2 separate regions of the Rattus norvegicus genome follow, and region 2 is linked to region 1. Evidence: chromatin contacts called from public Hi-C data. All regions are on one chromosome and are shown on one strand. The core of a region is the stretch at or near the end of the contact, and the rest is flanking DNA. Distances in the headings are between cores, read along the strand shown. Region 1 has its middle 46 kb from the start of Pramel38l2. Region 2 holds the start of Ccni (cyclin I).

The links. A called contact is a pair of places that touch in the nucleus more often than the background predicts.
Region 2: a contact with region 1 is called in a Hi-C map of mammary epithelial cells, with 2.0 times the contacts expected there. The contact joins the promoter of Ccni here to the enhancer-like site in region 1.

What each region holds. Positions count from the first base shown.
Region 1 is chr14:15,044,023-15,048,953 of GRCr8, reverse strand. No RefSeq gene overlaps it. Among named protein-coding and RNA genes, the nearest start is that of Pramel38l2, 46 kb to the right of the region's middle. Within about 2 kb of position 2,228, at least 1 of the 93 cell types and tissues checked has an H3K27ac peak or open chromatin away from gene starts, as enhancers often do.
Region 2 is chr14:15,161,982-15,166,912 of GRCr8, reverse strand. Ccni (cyclin I) reads right to left here and starts at 2,818. Exons shown (of 8, transcript NM_001105998.1): 1 at 2,703-2,818; 2 at 2,307-2,629. It also overlaps a transcript of Septin11 not described here.

The DNA of each region.
Region 1 (4,931 bases), core at 979-3,478:
GTTGGCTTTTCATTCTTGCCTGATTTCATTCCACTTTCTCCCAATGTCTCTTGTCATTATAGGTTAGGGGTCTTGTCTCTACTAATTTTGTTCTTACCACTTTGCTTTAGACTAATGTGAGGCTAGATGCTTCTGGTTCTCCAGATGGGATAGACATTTTCTTTTTAGTTTATGTGCATTTTAATTGGTTCCAAAATTTTAGGCCATGGTGCTGATTATACGAAAAGCAGATCGGGGTCATGTCAAAAGTATAGACAGGGGTATAAAGTGTATGCGTATGGAAAAAAAGAACAGTAGAACACAGGTGCTGAACCTATGTGCTCTTAATCCGAATTCTCACTTACTGTATCAGCATTTTCATCGAATCTAAAGTTTCCAGCAAGTTCAATTCGATTAGACATGAGCACAAACTAAACTTGAAAGCAGAACCAGGAGAATGCTGTGGAAAACAGAACCAAAAGAGGTCCCTGCAGTAGAGGTAGGCTGTTAAGATCTGTTAAGAACAATCATAGAATGTAGATACTATCACAGAGGAAAAAAGGGAGAACCACAGGTTAAGTCAATTTCCTATCAAGAACTATGAAAATGGTCATTTTTGGATTGTTTTGAAAAAGCTCTGTATCCAATTCAAGTGCCTTTACAGCTCCTCTTTAGTTGGAACTACCTATGTGATAGTAAGAGGTTAAGTATCATTTTCAAGTAGCAGGAAGCTATGTCCCTACCTGTAGTCAGGTCGACATTACTCTTACCTTGCTCAGCAGGAAGATAGGTGTATTAGGGATACAATCACTTCCTGGGGCAAGACGCCCTTATCTGACTATTATAAATGCTGACTCTTACGTCAACTGGGAAACCAGGGTTTTTACTATGAACACAAGTGTGTGGTGTGGCAAGATCATAGATTGTCACGAGCTGAATCATGCCTGTGTTTGCACAAGTCTAAATGACCAATAAAGACATAATAGGGTGGAGTAGGTCACTGAGGACTTTATTGTGTCTCACATCTGAGATGGTATTTAAGGAATAAGGCACACCTCTCAACTGCCTAACCTGAAGTACCTTTGTAGATGATAACTAAGAGGTCCTGGGATTTGAATCCAGGATCTGGTTCTGCTACAAAACAAGAGAAAACCATTGTGGAATCTCTTCCCCTGATGTCATCGGCATTTTTTAGTATACATGCATGTTAAGTGCTCTAGAGTATATAGGACCTGTTGGCACATGTGATTGGCTTTAGGTTTTATTCTTCCTCTTGTTATGTGGTTAATACCTTGGGCATTGCCTTCCTAAGGGCCCAGTTGACTTCTCCTTTCTGATTGTTTCAGCCTTCACTTCTATTAAGACTGTTGTCTTCAGACCATCTATTGATCATTTGACTTGATTGTAATCTCATCAGCTCTTACCTTTATGCCCTTTTCCTTTGTCCCAGTCACCACTTTGCAGCTCTCATTGTCTCTCTGATGAACCACAACCCCGATGAGTCTAGTTATCTGCTGTCCTGACCCTTGAAAACTAGAGCTTGGCTGATAGTCTTTGGATGGTTCAAGGCACTAAACTCACCACCAGCCTGGAATTCAATTCTCTTAGCTGCCGAATACCTCAGAAGAGAGGAGGGAGGGAGGCAGACAGTCATTCAGTAATCTAATAAATGTAGAGTTTCTGAAGCTAACTTTGCTTCTTCTTATAACTTGTTTCCCTTTGTCTTCTAGATTATAAACCAAACCTGAGCTAGTAAATTACCGTGTAAGGGGAATTGATTAATTGCTGTTGGTCTTACAGGGTCTCATCAAATCCTCCATCATTAGACTTGACAACTGTGCAGCAGAAATCTCTAAAGAGGCTCCGGTCACCAACTCCCTGATGTTCCTTTCTGAATCTGTCCGGACCTCTGGTGTTTCGGATTGGGAGATTAGAAGTCATATGACTCCCCCTTAGCAGCGTGGACTCTGTGAGAAGAGTCACTGTGGTGTAGAGACTCCTGTGGACACTGAAAAGGCTTCAAGAGATCTTAGGAGTAGGCATGTGGGTGTGCACAGCTGTGATAAAGCGCTTGTCCTGCAAAGGAGGGCTGAGAGATCTCCTGTTTTGAAAGAGAGCTCAGCTGACAAGCACAACTCAGTTGTGTTGACTCTGCCAAATTGAGAATCACCTTATCTTTCTGACTAGAAATGGACCCTTTGTCCCTGGGACATGCTTCTGAGGAACATCCACACTGCAGTTCGAGATATAGACTATTTTCCAATAGCAGGTCTGCCGTGTTCTTTTTTTCCTGTGTTTTCCAAGTGCCCTCTACTGGTAGATGTACTTAAAGCTCTAATTGATGAAACTGCAGATAGGAGACAAGGCTTCCTGCCATGGTCTTTGCCCTGCCTTAGTTCTATTCTCTGGACTTGTTTCTAGTCTCTGGCATCAGTACTTAGCCATAACTATACTCCTATCTTGTCCATCTGAGAGTAATTTCCCATTTGAAAAAAACGCAGAACTGGAAAATTTGGGCTAATCTTAAAGAAAAAAAAATCATGTCTGAGCTCTCCTTGAAAGACATAAAAGGCCATTTATCCACCACCCTTTCTCCATCCCAAAAGTGAGGTTGTTGCTGGTGTCTGAATCTGCCTTCAGTGTATCCAGGCACATAGTGCACTGGGCTAGAGAGGAAGGAATGAACTACGTTGGTGTGAGTGCAGGAGAAATAACCTTCAGTGAAGATGGTTTTCAGTGTATCAGCTCTTGTTATTGGGGGTGAACAGGGTTGTATCAACCTTGGAGAGTGGGTGGGGGTTTTCTGTGTGAGTGTTCATCATTAGGCTGAGGTTGAGGTGCTGGGAGTGCTTTATTAGCATGAAGAGAAATTCTAGGTGCTTTCTGGATATGTCCTTGTAGGGAGAGAGGACCTTTAAGTTGTACTTTGGCCACCAGGTTATGTGACTATCTCAAGTGGTGGCGATGTGGGTCAGAAGGGTTACATACCCTGGGAATGCAGTCAGAGCAATGACGAAACAGTCCTATTCCTGCTGGTCTCAGGACAGGATTTTCAGGGTTTGGATGCATCTGTTCTCAGTCTTGCTTTAGACTGGCACCCCCAATTGTACACCTTTCTGGGCCCACAGTAGGTGATAGACAAAATACAGATTCCGACAAGCCTACCTAGGCCAAGATAATGAGCTGATGTACCTTAGAAAACTCTTCCAACCTCCTCCTTCTTAAATCACATCTTATATTATTTTCTGAGATTTCATATAGCTGTCAGAAGGGAAGGGCCTTTTCCTCCTTTCTAGAAAAAGAAAGTTTAACAGGCCTATTACCCTTGATCTGGTCTCCTGAATACCTACCTATGTTGCCATTTGCTGGGTTTGGGGTTCTGTTGTAACTTTGAGACTGGGAAGATTATGGTTGGTCCTTTATGTGCATATCCAAAGAGAATAGAGAGATTGGGGTTATTGAACAGGAAGCAATTTATGGTACACGTGGATTAGTGTGGCAGAGCCATCCACCCAGTAGGGCTTCTCCCCTTCATTGTGGAACTTAGTTAACTCAGGGGTCATTTCTTCCAAGCTTTTCTTTCTGGGTTCAATATGACTTTAGTTTGTCCTTTTCTTACTTGATTTGGGGTCCAGGTCTGACACTTCCATCGAAGTCAAAGCTATTAGTATTTAGAAGGTTTATGTGACATAGTCTGTCTTAGGGTTTCATTGCTGTGAAGTGTTACCATGACCATGGCAACTCTTATAAAGGAAAACCAATTGGAGCTGGCTTACAGTCCATTGTCTTCATGGAAGGAAGCATGGTGGTAAGTAGACATAGTGCTAGAGGTACTGAGATTTCTACATCTTGACCAGAAGGCTAGCTCACGCTGGGCCTAACGAGCATTTATGAGACCTCAAAACCCTCAAACCCTCCTCCACCGTGACACACTTCATCCAAAAAGGCCTAATAGTGCCACTCCCTATAGATATTCAAATATATGAGTTTATGGGAGACCATTTTTATTCAAACCACATAGTCCTTTATTTTTCATTCTCTTTGTATAGAATCCTGACTAACACCAACCCCAGTGCTATAAAAGCAAAGACTGTGGAGAGTTGCCTGGGTCACTATAAATCCAACAAGGCAATCATCAGCCCAAATGTCAATCTAACCTTTCTGATCTGGGTTTCTCTGGCTGCCTGAATCTCACATGCATAGTTGAAAGAGCCAGAGTTTGGGGTCAATCTAAGGTCAGTGGGAAAATTCCACCACAAACCTCCAAACACAAGGGACCCTCCCTTCCAGGAAGAAAAAAAAAAGCTGCTTTAGTTCCTGGAACAGCTGCAAGCCGAACTGTTACACAAACCTACACTGAGTTGATCTAAAAGTTGTTTCGCTCCACCAAATGTGCATAGCACCCTGCCTAGTTACCATTGTGCAAATTCTGCCCAAATTGTTTTAATTCTGCCCCAATTGTTTGCAAGGTGTATAACTCCCTGTAAGAGTCTGCTCAGGGTCATCTCTCCCTTGAAGTGAGATGACCCCAATATGTTGGGATGTTTAAACTCCTCATGCTTTAGCATCAATCATCACCTCTGTGGTCTCATTCAGGAGCTTCAGGAAGACCTCACATAGTCATGAACCTTTTCTTAAGGAATGGTTGAGATGTGGTTGAAGGTCATGAAAAGATTGCTAGGTTCAGAAAAGTCACAAGTTAACCTGGGTCGATAGCAGCAAGAAATGCTAGCTGGGAGGTGGTGGCAAACACCTTTTTAAAAATTGGATATTTTGTGTATTTACATTTCAAGTGTTATCCCCTTTTCTGGTTCCTCTCTCTCCCATTCCCCCTCCTCCCGCTTCTATGAGGATGCTCCCACCCTCACCCAACTACTCCCATCTAAACACTCTGGTATTCTCTTACACTGGGGAAACTAGCCTTCACAGGATCAAGGGCTTCTCCTATTGAT
Region 2 (4,931 bases), core at 1,569-4,068, 120 kb before region 1:
GCCACATACATAAGACAATCAAAATGGGTAATAAGTGGGGTTGGGGGTTTGTAGCAAGCGCAAGGCCCTGGGTTCGGTCCCCAGCTCCGAAAAAAAGAAAAAAAAAATGGGTACGAAGTGTATTTGCCAATATTGTGGGAGAAACAATTTTACACTCCTGTAAGACAGTTACAGACAGGTAGACAGCAGTTTTTGCTTCTTTTACAAAAAACTTACAGGTCTATCCTCTAATATTAAGAGATTTAAGCTAGATGAATAATAATTTTTGCTAACACACTTAAAAGTGTTGTTACACTCTTTACCTTTTTTGGAGAGGCGAACTTTCTTGCTAGGTAGCCCAGGCCAGCCCTGAATGTCTGTCTCAGCTTCCCAGGATAATTCTTTTTTGAATGATAGAATTTTATTGTTTCTTGTTCATCTATACCCACTATTAGTCACATGCAAAATGTGAATGATCTTTTTAGTCTCTAAAAACGAAAGGGCTATAGAGGTTGGGAATCTCTTATATGATGGGTCCAAGTGTTTCAGATAGTGTGTGTGATTTTAGAATATTTACATATACATAATTAGAAGGGAACCCAATATAAATATGGAATCTATATATACACCTTACATATAGCCAGATAATTTTATATAATTTAAAAATAATTTTGCACGTGAAAAGTTCAAGGTATAGAATTTTCCACTTGTGAACTTACAGAATTTTTCTCCAAATTTGGATTTGAGACGCTCAGTTTGAATTTTGCTTGGCATATTCCACACATTTAAATGAGCAATACCTTAAACTTTTAAATTTTTCTTAGCAGTTTAAAGTGGTTTTACATTTTCCTCCTCTGCATTAACAAGCTTGTAAAATGCTTACCCTACATCATCAAGCTGTACTACCAACATACATCCAGGACCCCCTTATTTTGAGTTGAGTGAAAAACAATGCTGTAAACAACCTCATTAATAGCAAACTTCATTAATAGTTATCCTATTTTGGTAATCACAATGCCAACTCTATTAATATTATTAGTTAAGGTCCTCATATCTACTATTCCCTCCTTGACTTTATGCACCAGCAATACAGGTCATAGGTGATCCCAAAATCTCCATGCTATCCGCTGTTCCAACTTGCAGTGCCCTTGGCAGGCCCAATTCCTCCCACTGAAATTGCTATCGATCTAGTAACATCGCCTTTTGGAATTGTGCAGGTACACACTACCCTGCATCTAGACTTGGGACACGACCCTGCCTTTGCATTTCATTACCGTCATGACCATTGCTAGATCTGTTTCTTAACTAACCATATCTTTACCACCAACAGTTTCCAAAATTTAGCATTATGCCCCCCCCAAATCACAGCTTACACTTATCAGGTGCTTATCAACTAATAGCCCTCAATGCTTTGCTATTTGGCTAGCTATTGTTCCTATTAGCCTAGGCAATCCTCGTTTAACCCTATGACAGTGGTATTACTAAAGCCATTTAAAGGATGAACAAACATACAGGTAGGTTGAATACTCTTAATTTTTAAGAATTGCATGACCAGAATAAACAAATACTCTTGGCTTTTAACCTAGACCCCCAACCCCTTTTAAGACAGGGTCCTACCATATAGCCCTACCTGTCCTTAAAGTCTCTAGGTATACGAGGCCGCTGTTCACATGTTCAATGGCTCTTCACTGACAGGGTGAAACCTAAGTATTTTACTTTGCTATTCTAAGATCTTCAGTTGATCCATCCACCTCGTTGAACTATTTACCTCACACCTTCCACTAGTTTACTACAATGTTCAACTTCTGCCAAAATGATCTGCAGCAGAGCAGGTAACTCAGCAGGGAGCATTTAGCTCTTCTTGCAAAATTCGGCATTTTTCTGTCCTTTACAAGGCAATTCAGTTCCTTCACTTCTCTAGTTTCCTCCACCCGCCCAAGCCCTGGGTAACGTTACCCACCCGCAATTACCGCGCCCGGTGTGGGGGGGAGGGAGGCTATTGGCTTGACATTCACAATGCTTTGCCGGGTAAATTATCTTTGGTGGCCACGCGGGATCCGTGGCCTCTGAGTGGGGGTGTGTCCCCTTCTTTATTAGCACTGGCTCCCACAGCCTGGAACTGGCACCCCCGACGGTCACTGGCTGTGGCTACAAGTTACTTGGGGAAAGGAAACCCACCCAGCATTGCCAGAGACGGCAAGGGGGGCGTCCCTGAGGTGCCCAGGAAAGGACCGCCAAGGGACCCGTCCTCGGGGGAACGGCGCGCGCCCCCGCGAGCTCCCACTCCGGCAGCGCGCACGGCGACCGCGTCGCGCCCCCGCCCTCACCTTCTCCTCCTCTTCCTCCTCCTCCTCCTCCCCGGCAGAGCTGTAGGCCTCACAGTGGTGACGCGGGGTCATCCGGGGGCCCGTTACCACCTCATGATCCTCAGCGCGCGGCGGCGGGGCGCGCGGGACTAGGGCCGGGCCGACTGAGGAGGGAGAAGAGGGCAAACCGGGCCGGCGGGCGCGGGCACTCGGGCGGGACGCACGGCTGCGGCCGAAGGGTCACTCAGCGAACTAATTCCATGATGACCCTGGGCCGGAGGCCGCCGCCGCCGGTCCCGCTCCTCCGACCGCTGCCGCTGGTGCCCGGGTGAGGAGGGGGCGCCCTCTCGCCATAGGGCGGCGGGGGCCGGGGAGAGGCGCGGGGTGAGGCCGGCTCTGCCCCTGCCCGAGGGAAGCGCCTCCGAGGGGAAATGGTGAAAGGGGGGAAGGGGAAAAAAGAAAAGAAAAGGAAGGGGGAAGGGGGAGAAAATAAGAAAAAGCGAGACAGAGGCGCTAGCGCGTCCGCTCGCGGGGGAAGGCTGGGGAGGGAGGGGCGAGCAAGAAAAGCGCTGGCCTCCTAGCCCCGCCCTCGCGGACTGATCTCAGCCGCGCGCGTCTGTAAACAACGTCAGTGTTCTCCTTCCCGCAATCTTCGGTGTCCTGTGGACGCGTAAGAGAGTTTGAACAAAGACGAGTTTTGGGAGAAGATCTGGGGAAGGCTCTGGAACTTGGGTGAATGGGGAAAGTGCGTTTTGTGTGGACAGGGAGAAGGAAAGGTGCGCGGACTCCTTTTCCTCGGATGCGCGGAGGAACCCCTCTCCGTCCTCTCGGTGACGTAAGAGGCTTGGTTAGCCGAGGAGGCGTGCAGTGGCCGGAGAGTGTGCTGCGCATGCGCCTCTGGAAAGAAAGGCGCCGCTGAGCGCTAGCCTCAGGGAAGGCTTACTGGGTGAGCGCCTGCACCCAACCTAGAGTCTCCTAGTGTTTCCCTACCCTACTTGTCCTTAGCCCTCCTAAACGAATTTCTTGGACGTAGATGGTGATCTTTTGTGTAAATATCTCATTCTTTGTTGACCTTACATAAAATGATGTTGTCCCTCCCGCTCCTATTATGAGTATGGACCTGTGTCTTTTTACCATCCTGTGGGTGATGGGAGACTAAAGCACTTTGGAAATCAGAAAATTAAGGGGATCATATCCTGGGTGCTTAAGGCCACTTTTAAAAACAGTGGATTAGACTACTGACTTGGCTTGGCTGTGCGCCAATGGAATTCTAGTCATCAGCCAGTATGTCTAGTATTTCAGGGTCTTGTTTTATCACTAGGTCCTTAATGAATGCGACTAAGTGTGTTTTATTTACTTGGAGTTCTTTTTACTCCAGATGGTAAATTTTGCTTATCTTATAATGGCTCTAGTCATGAAAAGAATGCAGATAACTTCGGGAAGAAGGGGAAACCTGGAAGTTAACCATTTACCTAGTCAAGTATCAGTTTACATCATTGGGGAAAAAAAATACAGATCAGGCTCTTACAAAGCTGGAATTAGCTTGAAGACAAAAGGCTCCTGCTTAATAAATATTAAAAAGAAAAAAAAAAAAAAGACTGGAGAGAGGGCTCAGCAGTTAAGAGCATCGACTGCTCGTTCAGAGGTCCTGAGTTCAATTCCTAGCAACTACATGATGGCTCACAACCAACAGCAACGGTGTACTTACAATAAAATGAATATTAAAACAAGAAAACAAAAACAAAAGGCTCCTACCTTCATGGAGTTTGCAAGTCAAGCACAGAATTACTCAAGTGCTACTAGTCGCTGTATAAAATTACCTAAAAGACTATTTTAATATACAGCCATCCCCTCCCTAAAATATGAGGTCCTGGATGGCACAGATCTTGTATAGTTTGTTTTATGGCATCTCTATTTGTGAATCTCAGTGTTTGATTTCTGGCCCCATAACCAAGTGCTAGTAGCAGAAGGATTAAGATGGGAAATTGAGGACTGCTGTGGAAACACCTTTAGCCCGCTCTGGGCTATCAGTAAACGTTTCTCTGAAGAAGTAACATTTAAATGAAACTTGAAATCTCTGGGCAAAGAAAAATGCAAGGACAGGAAGCAGCATATAGAAAGTCTACGAAGCATCCCTGCCTCTCAGACTTCAGGGGGAGAAAGCTGAGGTCAGAGAAGATTCCATAGGACACAGTAGGGAGTAGGAAGCACCAGAGGGTTTTCAGGAAGGTTCTATGTACGCCTGCATTCCCTACCCTATCTAGTCCTTTTCCGTTTTGTTACACGTTCTTTTTTTTTTTTTTTTTTAAATATGACCGACGTACTATTTTTCTGGATAATAGTATCAGGAATATGGACTTTCTGCATAACTTAAAGTGGCACAACTCTGGTGGCACCAAGGAAGCATTTCTGCTTAAGGAAGTCTGGGTAAGACCTCAGCAGTAGTCTGTGTGCCTAACTGAAAGGGCTTGGATTCAATCCCTGTAACATTGTAACACCACAAAATGTACTGGGGGGGGGGGAAGGAGAGGGAGAGGGAGGAGAGGAATATTTATATTTATATGTGGGAGGTGGAGAGATGACTCAGTAGTTAAGAGCAAGTATAGAACCCAAGTTGGAGTGGCTCATGGTGATGCACACCTCCAG